Linked DNA regions of Mus musculus: region 1 is linked to region 2. A link is a contact called in public promoter capture Hi-C data. All regions are on one chromosome and are shown on one strand. Each heading gives the region's core, a stretch centred on a gene start, on an enhancer-like site or on the middle of the called end of the contact. The rest is flanking DNA. Distances are from core to core; before and after follow the strand shown. Region 1 has its middle 23 kb from the start of Ctr9. Region 2 overlaps Mrvi1 (MRV integration site 1).

Region 1 (6,372 bases), core at 3,192-5,691, 96 kb before region 2:
GTGGGAAATAGCTTTACAAGGTACGCCTGGCCTTGAACTTTCTAACGAAATTCAAGACAGTCTATCAGAAGTAAAGTGGGAAATAGCTTTACAAGGTATGTTTGGCCTTGCATTTTTTCTAGTGTTAGGAGCCTTTTTGTTCCTTTTCACATGTTATCAAGCGGTTAAGGCAGGGCTGAAAATTCTGGATGAAATTCAGGGCAATCTATCAGAAGTAAAGTGGGGAGAGAGAGTAGGAGCAAAGAGGAAATATGGTACACAAAATAAGTATACAGGCCTTTCCACGGGTCTTGAACCCGAGGAAAAGTTTAGGTCAGGTAAGAATACCTGGGGAGAGATTGGAAGGAAGGAAAAGAAAAAAGAAAAGAAAAAAGATCAATCAGCGGAGGTTTCTAGGAGAAGAAACCTATACTCATCACTAGATGAGCTCAAGGAGCCAGTTCTTAGTAGTTCTGAATCAGATGAAAAGGCTATTAGGGCCTGGAAGGCGCTCTCCCGAGCAGGTGAAGCCACTGGACAACTAACAAAGATCGTCCAGGGACCTCAGGAGTCCTTCTCAGATTTTGTGGCCAGAATGACAGAGGCAGGCTCTTGCAGCCTACAAGGTCTTATTGTCCACCCTGGAGTTGTAGATCAGGATTATAAAGGGGAACTTCAGGTTCTCTGTTCTTGTACTCAAGTTGTCTTTTCTATATCACAAAGGGACAGAATAGCTCAACTAATAATTTTGCCAAGCCTACATGGCTGTTTTCCTTCCTCTGGTATTCCTTGAGCTGCCAGAGGGATTGGTTCTACTGAAAGTGATTCTGATTACTTAATAATGCCTTTAGATTGTTGTCAAATTTTATCTACTCATGCCAGGCCATTACAGGTCTGGCAAATGGATGTCACGCATATTTCCTCCTTTGGGAGAAATCAATATTTACATGTTTCTATTGACACCTGCTCTGGTGTAATGTTTGCCACACCTTTAACAGGAGAAAAAGCCTCACACGTGATTCAACATTGTCTTGAGGCATGGAGTGCTTGGGGGAAACCCAAACTCCTTAAGACTGATAATGGACCAGCTTATACATCTCAAAAATTCCAGCAGTTCTGCCGTCAGATGGACGTGACCCACCTGACTGGACTTCCATACAACCCTCAAGGACAGGGTATTGTTGAGCGTGCGCATCGCACCCTCAAAGCCTATCTAATAAAGCAGAAGAGGGGAGTCGAGCCTCTACCCCGAGTACCAAGAGTGTCTGTGTCTATGGCACTCTTTACACTCAATTTTTAAAATATTGATGCTCATGGCCATACTGCGGCTGAACGTCATTGTTCAGAGCCAGATAGGCCCAATGAGATGGTTAAATGGAAAAATGTCCTTGATAATAAATGGTATGGCCCGGATCCTATTTTGATAAGATCCAGGGGAGCTATTTGTGTTTTCCCACAGAATGAAGACAACCCATTTTGGATACCAGAAAGACTCACCCGAAAAATCCAGACTGACCAAGGGAATACTGATGTCCCTCGTCTTGGTGATGTCCAGGGCGTCAATAATAAAGAGAGAGCAGCGTTGGGGGATAATGTCGACATTTCCACTCCCAATGCCGGTGATGTATAATGCTCAAGTATTCCCCTGCTTTTTTACCACTAACTAGGAACTGGGTTTGGCCTTGATTCAGACAGCCTTGGCTCTGTCTGGACAGGTCCAGACGACTGACACCATTAACACTTTGTCAGCCTCAGTGACTACAGTCATAGATAAACAGGCCTCAGCTAATGTCATGATACAGGGTGGTCTCATGCTGGTTAATCAACTCATAGATCTTGTCCAGAAACAACTAGATGTATTATGGCAAATAGCTCAGCTGGGATGTGAACAAAAGTTTCCGGGATTGTGTGTTACTTCCATTCAGTATGAGAAATTTACTAGGGCAGCTAATTTGTCAAAAAGTCTTTCTCAGTATATGTTACAGAATTGGACGGCTGAATTTGAACAGATCCTTCGGGAATTGAGACTTCAGGTCAACTCCACGCGCTTGGACCTGTCCCTGACCAAAGGATTACCCAATTGGATCTCCTTAGCATTTTCCTTCTTTAAAGAATGGGTGGGATTGATATTATTTGGAGATACACTTTGCTGTGGATTAGTGTTGCTTCTTTGGTTGGTCTGTAAGCTTAAGGCCCAAACTAGGAGAGACAAGGTGGTTATTGCCCAGGCGCTTGCAGCTCTAGAACATGGTGCTTCCCCTGATATATCTATGCTTAAGCAATAGGTCGCTGGCCATTCAGCTCTTGCACCCCACGAGGCTAGTCTCATTGCACGGGATAGAGTGAGTGTGCTTCAGCAGCCCGAGAGAGTTGCACGGCTAAGCACTGCAGTAGAAGGGCTCTGCGGCATATATGAGCCTATTCTAGGGAGACATGTCATTTTTCAAGAAGGTTGAGTGTTCAAGTGTCCTTCCTCCAGGAAAAACAACACGGGACCAGACCAGGACCCCTCTAGGTGATGAGCCTGGAAGGAGGTTATGTGTACGGCTCCTTTACCTGCACACTGGGGATTTGACCTCTATCTCCACTCTCATTAATATGGGTGGCCTATTGCTTTTATTAATAGAAAAGGGGGAACTGTGGGAAGCCGCCCCCACATTCGCCGTTACAAGATGGCGCTGACAGCTGTGTTCTAAGTGGTAAACAAATAATCTGCGCATGTGCCAAAGGTAGTTCTCCACCCCATGTACTCTGCCTTCCCCGTGACTACAACTCGGCCATGGGCTGCAGCCAATCAGGGAGTGATACGTCCTAGGCGAAGGATAACTCTCCTTAAGAGGGAAGGGGTTTCGCTTTCGCTTTGGGCTTTGGGCTTGCTCTCTGGCTCCTAAAAGATGTAAACAATAGAGCTCTTGCTCTGCGCTCTGGCGCTCTGGCGCTCTGGCCCTCTGGCTCCTAAAGATGTAAGCAAAGGGGGGCTTGCACTCTTACTCCTGAAGATGTAAGCAATAAAGTTTTGCCGCAGAAGATTCTGGTTTGTTGTGTTCTTCCTGGCCGGTCGTGAGAACGCGTGTAAGAGGGGGAGGCACTGAGTCTAAAGGAGTGCCTGCCTGCATTTCATGTTGAGTATAGTTCAGGGACAGAAGTGGAGCCTCGGCTTTGTGACGGGGTTTTACTGTTTATCTTCCATCTTGTCATTGCTGTTGTTTGTTTTCCAGACAGGGTTTCATGTACTCTGTAGAGTTGAGGCTGGTCTTGAATTTCTGATGCCACCATACCCTACTTCTAAGGTCAGCATCGCAGACCTGGCACCACGGGCACTTTTACCAGACTGAGCAGGCTCCTCAGCTCATGACTTTTAAGTCTTTCATTGGTGAATATTCATTGTACAAAGTCATGGCTTCATAACATTTTGTTCAAAATATCCTGAACTGTGACCACATTCACCCACTATCCTCTCCTGTCCTTATCCTGCTTCCTTCCCACCCCACAGATCTTGTTATGTCATATGTGTATACATGTATGTACCCAGGGAGCTTAGGTTCCATGTATGAGAGAAGTATGTGACATTATCCTTCTGGATATTTTTTGACACAATATGATTTCCAATTTCATCCATTTTCCTGCAAGTGATACTTTTTTTTTCTTTTCTTCAGCTGAATAATCCTGTGTGCATATGTGTACCACGTTTTCATTACACATTCATCTTTTGATGAACAGCTAGACTGATTCCATTTCCTCGCTGTTGTGAATAGAGCAGTAAGAAATATGGATGTGCACATATCTGTACAGTATGATCTAGAGTCCTTTGGTGTGGGAACAGGATGGAGGATGGGGGGGGGGATGAGAGATGATGAAGTCATGTGATGAATCCAGGGAAATCAGACTCCAGAGACCAGCATCTGGGTGCAGATCTGCATTTATTGTCCAGCACATAAGCTTATATCCAGTGTTTGAGGCAATGCCAAGCCGCTAAATCCTCGGCCAGTTGTATCTCGCCACACTGTCACCATGCCCCAATGAAAGCCCTGCCTGATGAGGTTACTCAGAAGGAGCAGGGGACACACACACACACACACACACACACACACACACACACACACACATATCATCACTTATTAGAACTTGGTGAAGATGGGGAAGCAGCCACCACCCTGCCTCGTTCCTTCTTGCTGTCTCATGGGTATGTTAGGAGCCATCTTAGATCTAATGCCCTGTACTCCTCAGATCAGGACTCTTTGAGGAGTCGCAGGAGCCTGTGGTGCCTCGTTCTCCATCCAAGTTATCCCTTCACAAGATTGCCTTCCACATCTCTCTCACTTTGGGCATTTGCTCAGGAGTTAGCTGGGTCACATGGTAATCCTATTTTCAATTTTCTGAGGAACTTCCACACTGGTTTCAAGAATGGCCGTTATCTAAAGGCTACCTTAGAGTCTCAACATCATGTTCCAGGGAGCCATTATTTACCAGACTTAGATAGCCAATGTGTTTTCTAATGTGGTTTTCTTCTCTGCTATAGGCGTGGCTTAAAATGAGGTTCATAAATTTTGCCTTATTCTAGAAAATTTATTTTCATATTGTACATGTATGTTAGACTATTTAACACTTAGAGTGTTTACTCATGCCCATCCAAAGCAGGCACACACACTGGAGAAAATGCCAGTGTGTTGGCAAGATAGATGTGCAGAGCCCAGAGGAGGAATGTGTTCTGAGCTGCCAGCTTTCTGCAGGCTGGCCTGGCCCCATCTAGTGAGCCCATAAGCCCATATCTGAGCCCACAGACACACAGGGAAGCAATTGTGGCCAGCTGATAGCAGCTAGAACACCCCCTCCCCCAGGAAGTGACTGGGGGCACATCCTCTGGACTTGTCAGTATGCTCCCTGGCCTGGAATCAGAAGAAAAAGGAAGGGGTTGTGTTTTGGCAAGATGCTGAACTTAAACTTGAACCAAGGATGCATGAATGTAAGCTCATTATGTGACTTTTGGGGGATCACTGGGCACAGTCATCCTCCATTCTGTTCATTTGTAAAGGGAGTTATTTCCCTTTTGACTACACTTTATTCCCACCCAACTAAGCTCCAAGAAGGTCGGCCCCTGAGACCAGTGACTTCTGACCCGGGGCATCATCCTCCTTGAGGGATGCTCCTCACGTGAACTTCTGGCCAGCCCTAAAACCATCCTTTCATTGAATTGCAGTTTTTTGCCCTCCTGAGTCCTGGATGCTCCATTTCTGCATCCCCTTTAGCCCCTCACATCTATGCTCCATTCTACCCAACTGCTGATGTGTTTTCTGCCCACCTTGGATTCTTCCTCCCCCTCCCCCCATCTTTTAAAAGATTTCCCACTCTGGATTCTTTTTTTGTTTTGTTTTGTTTTTTGGTTTTTTCGAGACAGGGTTTCTCTGTATAGCCCTGGCTGTCCTGGAGCTCACTTTGTAGACCAGGCTGGCCTCAAACCCAGAAATCCGCTTGCCTCTGCCTCCCGAGTGCTGGGATTAAAGGCGTGCGCCACCATGCCCAGCCCACTCTGGATTCTTATGGCCTTCTTCTTGTACCCAGCTCACTCTGTACAGCTTAGACCTACCTACCAGGCCCATAAACACTGGTTTACTGTTAGCAGCTAAGTAATGCAGGCACCAAGGTGACTGTTATCTTTCTGACATAAGTGAAGAATCCCCGGAGGGTGTTCTCATCTCTCATTTTCCTTTTTGGGTTATGACCTTGAACTGAGCACATATCTTAAACATGCTCAGGAATGTGCCAGACTCCATAGTACCCCACATAAATATTTGTAGGTTCAAGATAAAACTCTCCAAGCCTCCTTTATTTAGGGGTGGGGTATCATTTTACATGCTTTTCCTAGCCTGCCTCATCTGTGCAGGTAACATTGCTCTTGCCACGCCTTCCTAGCCTTTACTTTCCTCTTTTTTATCCCAATTATGCTTACTCTGGCTTTGATCCCACGACACAAGCCTGCTATGCTTGCTTGCTTCGTCTTCCTGACTCCCATTGGCAGCCTGGCCTCCACTGCCGTCCCTTACTGATATGCTGGCTGACCCAGCTCTTGTGTGACCAGCTTGGAGCCGTATGTGTTCTCATCAGCATGAGCAGGAAGCCTGTTTGTGCTGACAGTAACAGTGTTTGAGCATGTCTACATGAAGGCTGTGGAGTGTGTGTGCGCGCACACATGTGTGTGTGTGTGTGTGTGCGTGCACATGTGAGTGCAGTTGCCCTCAGATCTGGAGCTAGATTAAGGTTGTGAGCTTTAAGACACATGAGATTACTCACAAGGAATCTCTTCCATAACAGCAGTGTGTGACAAAGAGCAAAGAACAGGGCTCCAGAGACAGGCAGCAGAGTTCAATAATGAGTGACTCAGCAACCTTTGCCTCA
Region 2 (6,401 bases), core at 1,836-4,335:
CCACTGTGTAATGTGTGACCCAGGGAGATGGGCTATGTGACCCTGAGGCTGAAGCAGTGGTATTGGGTGGGGGAAGGTGAAGACCTCAAGGGCCAAGTAATAAGTTAAGGCACATGGTGAGCCAGAGAAGCCTACAGGAAAGGAAACTACATCCCAGCCCAATTCTTCTGAAGAGATTACAACAACTGGCCTGAGATAGGAGATAGTCAAAATTTATAAAGGCCCAGGCCCTGCCATTGAGAGAATGCCTCATTCCAAATGCTGTCATTGGAGACATCCCTTTGTAAAATAGACACCCATGTAAAACAATAAGGAAATGGTCTGGTGAGGGACAAGGGATAACAGGACTGTGGAAGGATAGTTTGAAAGCCATTTGGAGGTGAGGAGAGTGGGACATGGTGAGAAAGGCATCAGAAAACCACCAGGAATCTGCATGGGTGGCCTTGTGGGTAATGGTGCTAGTACCAGGTCTCAGATCTCAGTAGGGAGAACTCCCTTGAGAAGAGGACCAAGCATCTGGATTTGAACATATTGAGTGCCCACGGGACACAGCTGAGATGCAACAGTTTGACAGAATCAGTTTTACATCCTGGTTCTACTATGGATGAGTTTGGCTCTGTGGGAATCTATCAGCCCTAACTGGTCTTCCGTTTCCCCGACTCAGCCGAACAACTGTAGACAGCCAACAAGAAAGAGTATGGAATGTGTGGCTGATGTTTTATGAATGGTGGCGTTGGAATGATTCTTATTCTCTGTATCTAGTTGGTGATGTCTACAGGGTCGTTGGAAGTCTGGACCAGGTTTCCAAGGAAGGTGGATGGTTCTACACAGCTCAAGGCTGGGCCACAGTCTCATGTCTCACACAGGGAAAATGCTTACCTGAGAAGACAGACGCAAAGAAATGTATTCTAACTGGTGTCTCTGGCCTTGGAGGAAATTAAAAACCTCCTTGTTGCACTAAAATACCCCCCTTTCCACAAATACAGAAGAGGATAGGGAGGAAGGAGAGAGATTAGACTAGATGTACCCTTCAAGATAAGAACATAACAATTTAATTGAGTTTGAGTTGAAGTGAAGTGAAACCGTAGGACTTGCTGAATCTCTGCTATTACTTCCTCCACAGAGGAGAAATTAGTTTTGACAATGTATTAGGAAATATATTAAGGGTTTAGAGTTGTGGATTTTTCTGGCTTTGATTTGGAGCAATTGTTCTAAATTCTTAACCCAGCATAACGTCGGTCACATATGGCAAGACACAGAAATAATAGTCATGAGAGAAGTTTATATTCACAGATTCCCTAACACAGGGGCACAGTACACCCTCTGGGCCAGATAGAAAAGCACCAGGGTCAGCTAGGAGGTAGAAGGTGGGTGGGAAGGATCTTTACTGGGGTTTTCATGACAAGGAGTGAGCTGAGCAGAGTAGGTACCTTAGGAACCTCGGAGTCAGATAGTTTGAGTAATTTTAGCGGGCTCTGAAAAGGAGACAGGAGTCTAATTGTTGGATACTTGATGATGTGGAGCAAGAATGGATATTGCCTTGGTATGTGAGAGATGGCTAAAGGAGAGGGTTGGAAATACAGGTTCTAGGTTGATTGGGTTGGTTTAGATGTCAAAGGTGTACTTAAAGGAGAGTTCCCCCCCCCCCCGTCTCCTGTAATGAGCTAGCCCCAGAGAGTCAGTCTTTCCAAGATTGAAGACCCTAAACAGAAAAAGCAGAACATCTCATTATATATTTTCTTTGCTAGCGATTTCTTCCAGCTTTCTTGCCTCTGACTGGCTAGCTGATGAATTCTCCTCTGTGTGTGGTCAAGGTTATAACATTTCCATTCTACTTTGTAACCAGTTTTCACAGTTGTCCAGTTGTGCACCCGAATAAAAGGGTTTCATGCTTACTGCCAGTTCCCTCCTTGTGGCTAACCATCCTTAAGCATTTTTATTTTGATTTATGTTTTATTTAGTTGGACTTCATTATCTAGTAGTTTTCCTGGGAAGCACTGGAAGTATTCTGTGTCCTGAGTTCTAGCATATTTGAAAACATCTTATTTATCAATAGCCTGCATAACTATAACATTATTGGCTAATTCATTTCTATGAAATGTTTCCCAATTGTTTTCAGCATTGTAGAGATACCCAAGACCTCTTATTTACTGTGTCCCTTAACCTTTATATTCCCTGCATGTGTATTTTCTTTCCTGTTAGGAATAAGAACAGTAGCATTTCTTTATAGACATGCCTTGAGAAGAAAAGAAAAGAAAACAAAACAAAAGAAAACAAAAGAAGGAAAAACAAAAGAATGGAAAGAAAAGCTTCAGATGTATAGTTAACCTCCAAGTTCAACTCTTCCCTCCACTAAGGACAAGTTTTCTTCTATTATGTCTTTGAATATATTATTTGTTCAATGAAAGGGTCGATAGAACTCAACTTAGAACCTTCCTTCTTCAATCTTTCTTTTCCTCTTTATATTCTTTATGATCATTCAATCTATCTGGTCCACCTTACTAATTCATGTAAAACTGTGCGTGTTATATGTCCTCATTTTTAAAAAACAACCTGACCAGTTCTGTTTTTTCAATCTCTTATTCATTCCATTCTTGGTCTTTAATTTTTTTCCTTAAATAGAATCCTTGTCCATTATGTGTGATCTTCTTTTCTTGTCCTGATTTCTTATTCTCATTTTTTTCAGATTCTAATTTCCCCTAGAGTTAAGCAGTTACTGTATATATTTTGCACAGAAATGCAGTTTTTCTTTTTCCCCTATGTTCCCTGCATCTATGTGTCCATCCGTACATCTGCCTCCTGTGTTTCCATTCTTCCTTCCTTTCTACCTTCCGTCTTTCCTTCCTCTTTTCACTCTAGTATTTTTGTCTAGCTGCCATGTCATTGGTTTCCATTTCATCTGTTTGTGACTGGACATTTCCACCGGGATCTCCTCCTTCCTTGAATGTGTTGGGGGAGGAGGGTTGGTTTTCATTCACTCCCTCCTGCCACATCTGAGATCTCTTTGTCTTCTTCTCTCAGTACTGAGGACTGGGTGCTCATGGGTACTTCTTTGCTGCTTGAGTGGGAGGAAAGAGGAAGTTCAGACAAAGCTGTTAACAGCAGCATTTGTAGGCTTTCTGCTTCTTTTCTATAACTTTGTTCAGAGTCCAAAACTGGAGTTTATTATGGCAAATTGAGATATTTCTGTTCCTCCAGCTGGGGATTAGTGAGATTTGGAGCACCAGTTTAGGATGGAATTGTATCAAGAGTCTGTCCAGATGTTTATTGTCTAGACTTGACCCACCCCTTACCAAGAGCCATTCATTCTTCAGCCAGGCAAAGGAAGAAAAGGTAGACGAAATCAAGGACTTTAGCCACTGTGCTATTCTCTAACGTGGTTCGTGTGGAGCTTAAGTTGGAGCTCTCCATACGGCTCCTGCTACATCCGAAGAGCTTGCTTTATTTGTTTAGTTGTTTTCAATCTTCCCTTCTGGTGAGCTCCTACATATTATACAGGTAATTCTGATACAATACCAATACTCATTCCTCCTTTCTTCTCTCCTCCTTCTTGGCAGGGAAAGCTAAATGCCAATACAGGCAGCACTTTCTCTTTCTCTTCTTGGCAGTGTTGGTGTGGTAGGGTGTAGGACTTTCTAGAGAAACTTTCTTTCTGACGTTCCTCTGCAGGCTGCCTACTCATTCTATCTACTCTTTCTTGTTCTGTGCTCTTATATTCTTAGAAACTTCCTTATCCAGAATCCATTTTTGTTTTTAAAAAGACAGGGTTTCTCAGTGTAGCCCTGGCTGTCCCAGAACTCATTCTGTGACTAGACTGGCATTGAACTCAGAGATCCCTCCTGAGTGCTGGTATTAAAGGCATGCACCATCACCTCCTGTCAACATTTATTTTTTTTTAATATTTTGTTTGTATGAGTGTTTTGTCTGCATGTGTGTCTGTGTACTACATGCACACCTGATGCTTGAGGAGGTGGTGAGCCCCCACATGGGTGCTGAGAATTGAACCCAGTTCCTTTGCAAGAACAAGTGCTCTTAACCACTGAGCCAACTCTCCACCCCCAGAATCCACTCTTAGGCCAGGTGTTGAGATGCATGCTTGTAATCCCAGAATGCAAGAGGCTGAGACAAGAGGACCAGTACAAGCTAAAGGCTGGCTTGGACAATATAGTGGCACCCTGACTCAAAGCAAACAAACTCAATAAAACCCCTGTTCTTGGAGGGAGGAAGAAAGAGGAATCAAAGGTGGGGGTACCCCATTTATTTCTAGGAAATTCTGTTTTTAGCCATTATTATTATTATTTTCAGTACTTTATTTTTCTGTATTTAATCATTGTTGGCACATATATAATTGATAATATGATTTTTGGTTGTTAATTAGTTGCATTCAGGGAAAGGGTATTTGGTTCTGGTATCCACATATACATGGAACTGCTATTTGATAAGAGCTGGTAGCCCTAATTAGTTTCTTTTCTCCTTTCTATTTTTGTTCCTCCTCCTTCCCCTCATTTTCTCTCAACTTAGAGAAATGTTTTAGGCAGAAGCCCCCGGTGTGTCCTTCATCTGGAATTAGATTTGATGTTTCAGACACACATACAGCAACCTCAGGAGCCCCCCGCTTAGCTGGCTCTCTGCTAAGTGTGGCAGAGGTGTATAGATACAGAGCAAGGTCACAGATGACACATGGAGCTATCAGTGAGCAACAAATGCCAGCAGAAAGCAAGAGCTGACAGGTAGCTACAGGAACTTCTGGTCTAATGGTACACCTAGAGATGTAGTGTTGGCTGTCCTGTCCATGACAGATGACCCTGTAGCCTTCACTTGAATAACTGACACATCAAGGAGTCTATAATACTGTTCTGTTATTGAACAGGGTCAATCTGTTAAAAACCTATTCACTGTGAACCCAACTGTGTCCCTTCTCCTCTCTGCTTTGTCTCCCTTGGTGATAGGAATCCCAGTCTTAATTCCAGCCAGATGATTGGTACAACTCTGCCTTCTGTTCTGACCTCTAGCCTGGCCTGCAATTCTGGAAAACAGACAAGCAAATTGGAACACTGCTAGGTCAAAAGCCATGGCAGACAGTAAAAAATGGGGATAGATAGCTGCGTGTAAATGCAGCACCCTCACTGGTCAGGATCAGTGGGATCCTGAGGTGGCTCGAATGAAAGATGTCTAAGATGTCTGAGGTTGTTGCTTCACCCTAAATATGCTGTGAGTGAGAACACGGTAAGGCACAGCAAGTCTATCTTGTGTGGATGTGAAGGTCTGTGCCCAAGGTGTTGGCCAGCGGTCTGGGTTACACTTGCTAGAGAACATCTGGGGTCTCTCAAACAGCAACAAGGCAGAGTATGTATAGGCATGGGATGGGTCTAGAGACCATGAACCATAGGATTCCTCAAAGAGCCACTGGGAAGTAGGCGACAGATCCAGGAAAGAGCTGCTCAAGCAGAAGAGAGATTTACAGCCTGCTCTCTCCATTTCCTGGTTACAACCTTGCATCATTTGGGGAGGCAGCACATGCTGTTTGTTGGCTCTGTTGACTAGCAGACATCCGTATTTCTGAGACCTGTGACGGGGCTCATGACCTTAGCTTTATCCTGGAAAATACCTGCTTCTGTTACTATCTAGTGGCAAACAAGATGCTGACTTCTAGGTAGGACCTAGGAGATGGTGCTTTTGGATTTATTTGGGAAAAATTATCAGTCAAGAGATCCCTTTAAGAGCCTGACAAATAGAGAGGTTTTTTTCCCAAACACCCATAATCAAAGAGTCAACCAGCTTCCAGTTGCCAGAAACCAACATCTAAATGCTGACACACGATCATACTTGACACTGGGGATTATGGGAAGAAACGACTGGGGCCAGATAGATGTTGGTTTGCCATCAAGCTGCGCCATTTGCTATGCCTGTAATCTTCAGCAAGCTACCAACTTTATTGAGCCTTATACTATCCACAAGCAGAAGAGAGATTTACAGCCTGCTCTCTCCGTTTCCCGGTTACAGCCCTGCATCATTTGGGGAGGCAGCACAGGCTGTTTAAGGGATGGTTAAGAAGCAGCTCTTCAGGCCACTCTGAGGGTAAAGTAAAATAGAAAACAATTAATAAGGTCTCTGGCATGTAACAACGTGCTTACGAGTGTTGACAGCTCTCGTGGGACCTGCCAATAGTACTAGTATGATTTGAAACAGGCATTCTATAAGGAAAACTCTTATTTTCCAGGAGTCTCACCTGAACTCGCCCCAGCAGCTGAGGAAGAAGAGTCCAAGAGTGGTCTGGATGTGATGCCCAACATTTCTGACATATTGCTGCGCAAACTTAGGGTTCACAAGTCACTCACTGGAAGGTAAATCAGGACATGAGCTTTTGAAGATCTTTCAGGGGGTCCCCATGTTAGACCATG

The links. Promoter capture Hi-C pulls out the DNA fragments that hold promoters and counts their contacts.
Region 1: a contact with region 2 is called in a promoter capture Hi-C map of the HPC-7 cell line. The contact joins two enhancer-like sites. A contact is called at or near these places in 11 of 39 promoter capture datasets (the 3T3-L1 cell line, the HPC-7 cell line, the SN4741 cell line and 6 more).

What each region holds. Positions count from the first base shown.
Region 1 is chr7:111,002,715-111,009,086 of GRCm38.p6, reverse strand. No RefSeq gene overlaps it. Among named protein-coding and RNA genes, the nearest start is that of Ctr9, 23 kb to the left of the region's middle. Within about 2 kb of position 4,441, at least 17 of the 459 cell types and tissues checked have an H3K27ac peak or open chromatin away from gene starts, as enhancers often do. A contact at or near this core is called in the HPC-7 cell line, where this site is marked.
Region 2 is chr7:110,905,370-110,911,770 of GRCm38.p6, reverse strand. Mrvi1 (MRV integration site 1) reads left to right here. Exons shown (of 21, transcript NM_194464.3): 11 at 6,221-6,344. Gm16336 (predicted gene 16336) reads right to left here. Exons shown (of 3, transcript NR_045267.1): 2 at 6,230-6,337; 3 at 5,920-6,072. Among named protein-coding and RNA genes, the nearest start is that of Gm16336, 3.6 kb to the right of the region's middle. Within about 2 kb of position 3,085, at least 29 of the 459 cell types and tissues checked have an H3K27ac peak or open chromatin away from gene starts, as enhancers often do. A contact at or near this core is called in the HPC-7 cell line, where this site is marked.